Regions from separate parts of the Mus musculus genome. Here all the other regions are linked to region 3. Evidence: chromatin contacts called from public HiCAR-type and promoter capture Hi-C data. All regions are on one chromosome and are shown on one strand. The core of a region is the stretch at or near the end of the contact, and the rest is flanking DNA. Distances in the headings are between cores, read along the strand shown. Region 1 has its middle 66 kb from the start of Rwdd3. Region 2 holds the start of Rwdd3 (RWD domain containing 3). Region 3 holds the start of Dpyd (dihydropyrimidine dehydrogenase).

Region 1 (3,517 bases), core at 55-2,554, 2.5 Mb after region 3:
GAACTGCCCTATCACCCCAGTAATCAAATATGCTAAAGGTGAATTGAAGGGGAAAAATCCTTATGAAATTTGAGGCAACCTTTGAGCCAAGAGTATAACACTATTAAATAGAGACATAAGAATTCTTTAAAAAAAAAAATAAATAAAACTCTGAATGTGGCTTCCATGCAAAATGTCACTTTCATTTTCGTTGGATTTTTCCCTCTCAAATGTATTTTATTTTAATTGTCAGATAAAACTGTATTATATACAGCATGTTTTAGAGAATATAGATTTATATATATATCCAATGTGAAATGTTTAAATCTGGCCAATTAGCACACACCCATTTGTTTTGTGAACTACACTGTTTGAGAAACAAATAGTAAACCTTCAATTTGCTAGTATTTGTATTTCATGCTTTGTACTGAGAGGGGTATGGGGCAGGGAAAAGGTTAGTTCACTTGCTCTTCAGCTACCTGACTTTAACTGCTTTCAAAGTGTGACCCTTTCTGTGTTCTTCTTCTGGGACTTTTTCTCTTAAAAAAAAAAAAAAAATCAAGTTTTTCTGAAGGGGAAACACTTTTTAAAATTCATCTGTTCGTCACCAAATCAAGACTTTGCCTGACGCACATCTTCCATAAACAATAAAGAGAAGCAGCCTGAGAGCTCCCTCCAATCAGAAGGAGAAAACTAAAATCAGCAGGGCCATGATTTCCTTAATATACTTAAAAGAGATAAAAACCCCATTGATGCTTCTAAAAATAAAAAGGAGGGAAGGGCTACTTTATTGATTCCCTGCAAACCAACGAACGTGTACCTTATTGATAACACTAAACACCATCTAAGCCTTTGGTGATTTTCAGCCGAAAGTCTGCTCCTGAATGAAGGCTTAAATCATTGTATTAATATATTAGAGGGAAAATTACCATGGGAGACACTTGGAAATTAATTAAAAACCCTGCACTCAGTTTGTTTGTGAGAGGAGATAAATATCACACACGGGGAAAGATGCCTGACAACCACCATAGCTTTCAGATCCCAAATTAGCCCCTGACAGCTATGTCTTTGTAGGAGTCTCCTTGGGGTACGATAAGCAGAGCTGTGTGGAATATGAAGATTCCTGATAGAAGTATTTATTACTGACACTTCCGAAACATTCCATGTGTGGCATCAGCAAAGCATGCCTCACCTCAGACAGAAATGTCAGCTTCGCATCCAAGATTTTTTTTTCCACCCACCCCCCGCCCCCCTCCCCACAACCAGCCCCATGCCTCCCTCCACATTCACCGCTTCCCACCTTCCGCTCCCAACTACGGTCTTTTTCAGAAGTTCAACAGCACCCCCTGCTGGAACTTGGGGGCTGCTTCAGCCTGTACACACTGGAGAGGCTCCATCGAGTCAGCAAAATGAAAGTGTATGTACAGCGGACCAGCTTCCCGCGAGGCAGGGACCACAGCACCATCCCGTTGTACAAAATCAGAGCTTCATAATGGCAATTTCGGCCGGTGTCAGGAGCTAAAGTCTTGAAAATATGTATACATTCTAAACAACAAACATCTAGCAAAGCTCTCATTCATTTTACGCGTGAAGACCAATAAATAACTGCTCTGTAATAATGACTGCTGCTGCGGAGTGGTTAAAAGGAAGAGACTTCACACGGGGAGATGAGGGGTGGGGTGGCTAGAGAACCACTATTTTATCTTGCTTACGTTGTTATAGACTCAACTCTGTCACTTAACATAATAAGCCGCATAAAGTGACAAAGGAGGAATCTCTCTGGGTCAGAGCTCCAAAAACACACCAGTCACTGTCCCGCCTCATCTAGCTAGCGAGCAAGGTATAATACAACAGCCCCAAATGTTTGTCAGAGAGGCAGTGGCTGTCCTTTCTCCCACCGTGTGAGCAGCCTTAGGTTGTCCAAAGGCTGGAGAAAATACTGCACTTTGTAAGCCTCACCCAGAATTAAGTGTGCACTCCAAAAAGGAGTCAGGCCAAGGGACTCAAGTCGAGCTCTGCTTTCTCTGATGTCAGCTTTTTCTTAGCAGGCCGGCAGGGGGGTTGCTAGGCTCTGTGCCTTTGGAGCAGGATCACCCAGAAGGTGCTCTGTCCGTGATATACTTATCTTGCTGCTAGGCAAGAAACAGATAACATCATCATGGGGAAGACTGCTTTACTGAGGGATTCCCAAGTCTGCCAGCATCAGGAAACAGGGTATTCACCACACCAGGCGCCCGTGTTAGGACAAAGGAGCAACCTCAGAATGAGTAAATGTCCAAATCAAGTTGTATTTTTATTTTTATCTCATTTTTTTCTTTTCTTTCTTTCTGTTTTTGCTTTTGTTTGATTGGTTGGTTGTTCTTTTGGTTGGCTGGTTGGTTGGCTAGTTGGGTTTTGGGTTGGCTTTGGTTTGGGGTTTGGGTTTTTTTATTTGGGGGGTTTTTTTGGTTTGTTTGTTTGTTTGTTTGTTTTATTTTTGTACGGGAGTTATTTGTTTGTTTTTCAAGACAGGATTTCTCTGTGTAGCCTTAGCTACGGGTTGTCCTGAAACTCACCCTGTAGACCAGGCTGGCCTGGAACTCACAAGGAGAAAGAACTAGAATACATGAGCTTACTCAGCAGTAAGTCTCAGAAGCTGAAAACATTCTAGACCTAGACTAGATTGTACAGAGCCTAGAAGCTTCCAGGGCTAGGCCTACATTACAAAATGGAGACAGTTAACATCAGAGACAGCACTTACTACATGAGAATAGTGAAAGTATTTTCACTTTTACACCTAGCAAAGTGGGGCCTTTATCTTAGCCAAGGGTCATCACAGGCTTTCTACAGAGATTAAAGAAATGTTATAAATTAGAGCTACAAATGATGGCTTAGGTCTGTAATTCCAGCACTTTGAAAGCTGAGGCAAAAGAGAGCTACAGAGGAAAATCACCATGGCCCAAGAAATGAAAATATAAAACTACATGATACAAGTTGACCACCCTGAATCTAAAAATTCACAAGCCAAACTGCTCTGAAATCTGAGAGGTGTTGAGCACCAACAAGACTCGAATCGGATTTTAAAGCAGCTTGGGTTCGGGCGCTTTTCAGATTAGTCATACCTAACTAGGAGAATCTATACAAATATTACAAAATCCAAAAACAAACTCCAAAATCTCAAAGACTTCTGGTCCCAAGCACATAGGATAAAAGACACTCAAAGAACTGTATGCCAAAGAGCCAGAGGCGGCTTGATCTCTCTGGAACAGAGGTGGAGGCTGGGAAGTTGGATGAGGCTCCCATGGGAGAGCACTCGCTGCTGTCCAGGGGAGACTGGGCTAGTTCTAGGAACCCTGGGAGACACTATGCAGAGGAGTGGAGTGACATATCCAGGAGGAACAGACACAGCTTGTGGTACTGCCCAAAGCAGGAAAGGAGAGCCTGAGCTCTGGGACTGAAAACAAGGCTGGCTGCTAAGTTTCTGAGAAGAACTGGTGGCTTATTGGATGTGGACCATGAGTGAGGAGGGTTTGGCAGTTACCAAGCTCAAAGTTCAGGA
Region 2 (3,834 bases), core at 333-2,832, 2.6 Mb after region 3:
CTGACCTATCAACAGTATCTGATTGGTCATAATGCAAACCACCACCATTTTTTTAAAATGTCATAGGACATCACAGGTTCGTTTCTCCCAGATATTGGCAAGTAAGTCACGATACAAGAACTCGGAGACACGAGTGATCCCTTTAAATAGCTGCCTCCGGCAGAAGCAATTACCAATAGAGAGAATTGTGGAGACAGGAGATGCTAACCGATCAGGATGCTACCCAATCACAAGAGGGTGGCAAATCCCTACAATAAATCCTTTCATAGGGGTCTTAAGGAAGTTTCAAAAATATACAAGACAGGTCTAGGCACTTAAGAAGAGAGCAACTCCATTTTTCTAGAAAGTTCACATGGCCTGAAACGTCAAATCACCACAAAGATCTGTAGATGTGTGCATGCAAGAAGGCATAGGAGAAAGGGGTCACTGACTTATCTTATGGAAACCCAAAGCCCTCCTAATCATAGATATAGCTTCCTTAGGTCTAGCACATCTCACACTGTCTTCCTAGAGCTAAGCCAATTTATGGTCAGAAAAGCCATTACAATCGTAGTTACATTGTAACAGTAGAGGGATGGCTCTCACTGACCTCAAAATGTACATGACATATTTGACAGCTCAGCGAGGGTGAGAATAATTTGCATCAGCACATTTTCCCAAAAGGGGGAAATTGGGGGCACTCAGTGGTTAAGAGCACTGACTATTCCCTGGGTTCAGTTCTCAGCACCTTTAAGGCAAGGCTCTCAAACCCTCGGTAACTCCTAGCCCCTGAACGTCCTATTCAGGCCTCCCAGGCACACTCAGCATACAGGTCTATACAGGCATGCAAAACACTCATACATACGCCAAAAAAAAATTTAAAAGTGTGTGAGTGGAGCGTCTGGGTTCCTTAACGGAAGCCAAGACAAGAATGAAATTTTAGCTTTTTAAAACAATTAATAATAACAACAATAGTAATAGCTTTACAGACTATAAACTCTCAGAGGGTCGGTGCCCTGCCTGGGTTAGAAGAGAAGGTCTCCATGCTGCGTCCAGCAGAAGTCTGGAATCGGCTGCCATTTTTCAGCAGCCTGGAAAACGTAAAAATAAAAATATTTTTAAGTAAAACAACAAAAAAAATTAATAATAAAGTCAAAGGCAATTAACTCTGGAGAGTTCAAACCTTAACAAGCATTTCCTGACTGCCTTCCACGTGGCTGACAACCAACTACAGCGTCCTGTTGTCAGGGACGTGATACACAAATGCTTATGGTGGATGCCGACTATTTGGAGGAGCTGGGTTTCACGAGGAGGGCACTGCGCACCGTCTAGTTGCGGGAGAGCACGGGGTAGGGGGGCGGAGAGGGCGAGCTCAGGGGAGGGCACTGCAAGCGCAGGCCAACCCCACCCCCCAGTCCCCTCCTACTCCTGTCCAGGGCCACAAGACACCGGGTCCCCGACTCCCCGCAGTGGCCGCAGGGTGAGAGGCAGGGTATTCACCTGAACAGCTCAACATCTCCCACTCGTTGGGCCCGCAGAAGATCGCGGCCAGCGCCGAGAGCTCCTGCCGCACCTCCTCCACCATATCCGTGCGACCAGAACCCAAAGCCACTTCCGCCGCCTCCCGGAGCAAAGCTCCCCTACGGTCACTGGGGGGCGCCCCGGCCTCACAGCCAGGTCGGCTGCGGATGGCGCCGGGCGGGGGGCGGGGAGATGGGCGTGTTTATGGGCGTGGCATGTGTCCGCCCAGAACCTTCTGAGTTTTGGCCTCTGTGGTTTTCTGGATCAGAGAGAGACCTGTAAAGCCCCAAAGTCCCCTACAAGAACAACCAGGCTGTGAACCCACCGTGCTTCACCAGGCTAGGAGGAAATGGAGAGAGTAAAAAAAACCTAAACAAACAAGAAAAGCCAAACAAGGCGAACGAGCCCTTGTCAGGCTTTTGAACTTTGTGTCCTGAGATCCCACAGTGAGCAAAACACAAATTCCATGTCCTCATGAGGGTCAGTGACCCTCGTGGTCAGGATATTTCAGAAAAGAGAACGATAATGACCTCCAGGATACTGACCTGGTTGGTCACTAGCCTCGGGATTACACACAAGGTCTAGATTCCAGGGCCTCTTTCCAGTCCAAGATGAAGAAGAGGGAAGACTGAGATGAGACTCCTTAGAGATGGGGTCCAAAGCCAAAAACTAGCTTTACAGTGATTTGATTTGAGTTGATTTGATTTGGTTCGGTTTGGTTCGGTTCAGGTGATATTCGATGCATATAACATAATGTGTCTATTACCTCTCTGATCCCTGAAGCTTAATGGTGAAATCACCATCTTTGAATCTTGACCTAAATTTCAAAACACTCGCAGTAACAATAGGATAACAGAATGAGTGATGCATCTGTTTCAACCTCGACTTTAGTAAGCAAAATTAATTTGTGGTAAGTAGTTCTGTCTAGGTGCATTTGACTCCCCCCGCCCCCAAAATAAAAATTTTTAATTCTGCAGCTCCCAAGAGTCCTTTGGCTCACTCGGGGAGGTCTCATGCCACTGGTTTGTATCAGAAATAACATTCTGTGAGTTCATCAAAGAATTTAAGTAGGTCTTCAGTGACTCCTTTCACTGACTTCTACAAGTCAGAATAATTTTAACTGGGCCACGTTACTATCCCAATCATCATTTCTATTGCTAAAAGGGCAATTTGAAAAAAGGAAGAGAAATTGGCTTCCAAGAAGAGAAAGGAAATCTGATGAGATAGACAAGAAAAGCTTTTCCAGGGATGCCCTGAGATTTCAGTGACCCCAGGCAATTAGGAACCGTGCTGTGCAAATAATTAGAAAGATAAAGGTTTATTTAAACACATGATTATCTATAATGTAACCAATTTGTATTAGAAGAAAGAAAAAAAAAATAGTTCCTTTGAGTTATTTCCAAAATAGCAGTTCAAGCAAGTTCAGTGGGTTCATAATTAACTGTTAGAGAGATTTGGGGAAAAGATTACACTTTTTGATTTACAGCACCACTCTGTTATTCAATTTTCAGTTTAAAGTCCAATGTTACTGCTAAAAGTAATGGAAAATATTAATTTGATTATTTGTCATATTTGTTAAATGGTCCACACAATAATTGAATAGCCCTCATCCTGTTTTAATTTTTCAAATTCAATGTGTGATATGAACGAAATAACACGAACAGCGTGATTTCATTGTCAGCAGGATTAGGAGGCGATCACCGGAGCCTACTGTCAGTAAGGGGTCCATGGGAATTGATGTAAAAGTACAGCCATCTATTATCATACTTAAAATTTTCTGGTCAGTGGGTTTCTTCTTTGCTTTCCTTTCTCCGTTGATTCCTTAACCTGCTTTTCATACTTCATTTAGCATGCTTAAATAAAAAGTTCATGTGAATTGTCTTCTAAATTGACACTACCCGGAGACACTGAAATCCCTCGAATACATTTCTTGCACTCTGACATTTAGAAGTAATCATCACAGAGGCAGCGTGATGTCTGCTTGGCATTTCTCACACAACGGAAATAGCAGGTACCTGGCAGATCTCTGAAGCTACGGCACCATAATCATTTTTCTTGTAATAAGATTTCTTCTAGTCAGCGGCTACTGAAATTCTAGATATTTAAATGTGAAGTGGATGTGAACAGTGAGAGTATATTATCCACCTCTATCCCCACCTCCCACAAATACGCACACCAGTGTGTGATTTGCTAAAACAGTGCTACCTCTCCATGCATTTCTCCTAAAGCGCAGTGTACCCAAGACTGGAATAGGAGGGGACTCGTACCCTCTCACCCCCAGTTAAAACCACTAACCCAGGAAGTCAGTGTGGACAGGTAGTTCTTTTAATTTTC
Region 3 (3,622 bases), core at 1,024-3,523:
ATTTGCCCTTAGACTATACTCCTGAATATAGAAGTAGTTACAATGAGCTATTTTAATCACAGATTTGTTGATTGATACTGTGACTCATTCTCCACAATGGAGAGAAACTACAGTTTTTCCAAAGCATTTTTAAATGCAGAATCTCCTGTCCCTTTAGTCAGTAATTCTTGTATGTTTCAAGCCCAGACAAGGAACAACATGTTCAGTAGACAGCGAAGTCAGACACTGATCCTGTTTATTTTGGAACCTGCATCTGAAACAGAAGACTTATATCAAGCAAGTCACATGCGAATGAGCAGGCAAATAAACTTGACATGACCATTAAGAAAAACCTAGGCTGTTGTAAGCTAGAATGGCAGAGGTAGGCAGGGCAGGTCTAATTTCTCTTGGTGGTTGGAATGATTCAGAGGCTCAAGGATTAGTGAGAAGGGAAGCAGTATCTTGGGGAGAGAAATGAGGAGAATCAGGGAAGAGATGAAAGTTCAGAACAATGCTTGGTGGGTGTAACAGTTGTTAGGGAGGAGAGACCCCAGTGAGGTAGAAGGTGGACAGGAGCTTGTCACGCAGATATGAACAAGAAGGATAACAACAACAACAATAACAACAACCAAACAAACCCCAATTGTATGTGGGCTGCATTGGGCCACTGAAAAAGGTCACATCTTGTGGGTGGGGGAGCGAGGGGGCTAATTCATATTTAGAATCCCACTCTAGAGTTCAGGAGACTTAACAGCAGAAGCTGACATACCCGTTTCCAAGTGACTCAAGATCTGGTTAGAATGGAAAAATCCTTAAAGTTGGAGAAAGATTAAATGAATGAGTGAGAATACAGAAGCCAAGGGTGAATCTGGGGGTTCTATTTAACCCTCTAGCTTTTATTGTTGTTGTTGTTGTTATTATTATTATTATTATTAATTTTTGTGTGTGCTAATAGTTGATTGAAGGGACAATATGTGTCCAACCACTGGAAGTTTCAAGACCTTAAAGGTAACCAGGTGGTTTGTACTATAAGCCCTCTCCAGGCATCCAAGACTGCCCCCCATGTGTTCCTCTTTTTCTGCCAAGTGCAGGCACCACAGTTTGTGTCCTGCCAGTCTTGTTGTCAGAGCAGTGATGAGCCTTCTTGAAGACCACATCTAGAAAACCCAACATGGCAGTGTTACACTGAAAACAAAACGAAGCGTTAAGTACATGTCGAATTAAAAGAAAATGGATAAAGTAACGAAAAATACCAGCGAGGAGGGAATCATATGATTCCAAAATTATCATGATCTAGCCAATAGGACGAAGTGCCCTGTGTGCCTTAAAAGAAACAGATAGCACCATGAGAGAAGATGTCCGACTTAGAAAATGGTCTGGCGCCTAGGCTGCCACAAAGTTGAGGAGAGGACTAGTCTGATGACATCATTGTTTCTCCCTACCAACTATGTGACCAAATGCACAAAATAAACAACCCCTGTTCATATTTATGAACGTCACATTTTAGAATATTACTATATATTTTTAAAAAAATAGGCATGGACTGCCATGCAGAAAGAAAGCCTTGATCCTCTACAGATACCCTTTCACTAAAGTAGTAGCTCTCAACATGTGCATGGAGACCCCTCTGGGACTCTTTTGGGAGTGGAAAGACCCTTTCACAGGGGTCACCTAAGATCATTGGAAAACACAAGTATCTACATTACTACTTATAATGGCAAAATTATGATTTTGGAATATCAATGAAATAATTTTATGGATGGGGATTACCACACATAAGGAACAGATTAAAGGGTCGCAGCATGAGGAAGGTTGAGAACCATCTCACTATAGGCTGTTCTAGACTGTGGATACTGATGTCTGTCTGTCTTCTTGTGCCCTAGGCTCCCCAATACTACTACTCCCCCAGAACAGCTTCAAAAATCCTTCCAGCCTATTTGCTGGTGGCCAGAGGAACACAGGTACTCCCTGGTCCCTGGAGAGTTCTGGGACATCTTATTCTTTAATCTTTGTTTCTGCACGTTGCAGGGCTCAGAACTCAGAAGAACATCAAAGACGCAATTGTTTGCTTTTAATTCTGGGGATCTCTGACACCTAAACCCGCCTACCAAACTCAACCTTGGGGAGCAAAGGCCAGCACAACCAGAAATTCTCTGGAACAGAGCCCGGCAGCTTGGGACCAGTGGAACGGTGTGGCTGTGAGGCGTGCCTTGAGCGTTGCCCCGCCCCAGAGGCGTGTCTTTAGCATAGCCCCGCCCCTTCCATATTGCCTTGGCTCGGGCAGTCAGTGCACCAGTGCTGGGGCAAGCTGAGGCTTTGGTGCGGGGCTGGAGGCTGCTGCAGCAGAGGGAGGGTCTGTGTGCGGGAGTCTGAGGCCAGAAAGCGCTGCCATGGCGGGTGTGCTGAGCAGGGACGCGCCGGACATCGAGGTACCGACCGCGGCCCTGGGGTGGGAGGGTCACAGAGGGGCGGGAGGCCCGGGGGCGCACCCGGGACAGAGCTGGAGATCCGCGAAGTTTCCCCGGGAGAGACTTGCGGACCAGGCTGGACACTGTACTCCGGCACCAGGACCTGGTTACTTCGTAGGAGACTTAAAAGTGGCCGTCTCTCTCTGCCCTAAGTCATAGTGACCCAGAGGCTCAGAGTGCAGAGGCTTGGACTCCAGGGGACAGTAGCTCCACTTCCCGCCCAGGGAACCCTCTAACTCCTCCTCTGTCCCCTCCGTGGTTTTGTGGGACAACCACCCAGTGACCCACCTATAATAACAAAGCCCCGCAGTATGCAAAAGTGGAGCATAGAAATCCAAGATCCAGGCCGCTGTTTCGAGCGGCGCTGGCCCTGGTATTGTTTACCACTTAATTTCACATTTGGAAAAAATGGAACGAAGTACAGAAGACATTGGAAAGTGCGACCTCCCCGGAAAGAGATACACAAACTGCTCTGTTCTCTCCTCTCAACAGTGTTTGATTCTCTCTTGTTCTCTGTTTCTTCCAAAAATCTCATTTTTCTGAGAACGATCCCCTACCTGAAATAGCAAAAAATTTTTCCTCTGAGTTCTATATACTTTAATGTGTGTGTTGGGAGAAAGATTTGAGTTATGGCCGTGATTTTAATCACGCTGAATCAAAGCCTGTGTCTCTCAGGTTTCAGTTCCGTTTTGTTTAGGGAATTTTCTTCGAGATAAAAGCAAAACAAAACTTTTGTAGAATATTCGTGTTCTCTTCCCTTACTGTTTCCTTCCCTCCTGCCCGGCCCCCTTTTCCCACCTTCTGTGTGTTTGCTTAGAAATAACACACCCTTTCCCCTCCCCCTCCCCCTCCCCCTCCCCCTCCCCCTCCCCCTCCCCCTCCCCCTCCCCCGTTTGTTCTGCTCTTTAAATACAAGTTTAAAGACACCTGTTTGCAGCAGGATAGCTAACTGGTTTTCTTCTGCACCCTGCTCTCCCCGCACCCTGCCGTCAGTGATAATGAACCTTTATATGCTCTTAAAAGAAAGCTGATAGTGTTCTAAGAGCCTTCATATTTTCCTTTGATAAATCCACTGTAGCAGTAAGAGCAAAGGATAACGTGTTGACTTCTTTCTCTGTGTAGTTTACTTAGACTTTTCTTCACAATTTCTTTCTTGGCTATTGAACAATATGACT

What was found. Promoter capture Hi-C pulls out the DNA fragments that hold promoters and counts their contacts. HiCAR-type assays count read pairs that join an accessible place to other places.
Region 1: a promoter capture Hi-C map of hippocampal neurons shows a contact between it and region 3, with 17 times the contacts expected there. The contact joins the enhancer-like site here to the promoter of Dpyd in region 3. A contact is called at or near these places in 8 of 39 promoter capture datasets (the 3T3-L1 cell line, cranial neural crest, frontonasal cranial neural crest and 5 more), 1 of 484 Hi-C or Micro-C datasets (ventral hippocampal neurons) and 3 of 115 datasets of contacts at active chromatin or transcription factors (embryonic forebrain, embryonic limb bud and stem cell-derived neural progenitor cells).
Region 2: a HiCAR-type map of astrocytes shows a contact between it and region 3, with 10 times the contacts expected there. The contact joins the promoter of Rwdd3 here to the promoter of Dpyd in region 3. A contact is called at or near these places in 3 of 39 promoter capture datasets (cranial neural crest, hippocampal neurons and liver) and 1 of 115 datasets of contacts at active chromatin or transcription factors (astrocytes).

The regions. Positions count from the first base shown.
Region 1 is chr3:121,103,692-121,107,208 of GRCm38.p6, forward strand. No RefSeq gene overlaps it. Among named protein-coding and RNA genes, the nearest start is that of Rwdd3, 66 kb to the right of the region's middle. Within about 2 kb of position 1,305, at least 21 of the 459 cell types and tissues checked have an H3K27ac peak or open chromatin away from gene starts, as enhancers often do. A contact at or near this core is called in hippocampal neurons, where this site is marked.
Region 2 is chr3:121,170,113-121,173,946 of GRCm38.p6, forward strand. Rwdd3 (RWD domain containing 3) reads right to left here and starts at 1,583. Exons shown (of 5, transcript NM_028456.3): 1 at 1,480-1,583. The coding sequence starts at 1,564.
Region 3 is chr3:118,559,907-118,563,528 of GRCm38.p6, forward strand. Dpyd (dihydropyrimidine dehydrogenase) reads left to right here and starts at 2,274. Exons shown (of 23, transcript NM_170778.3): 1 at 2,274-2,408. The coding sequence starts at 2,370.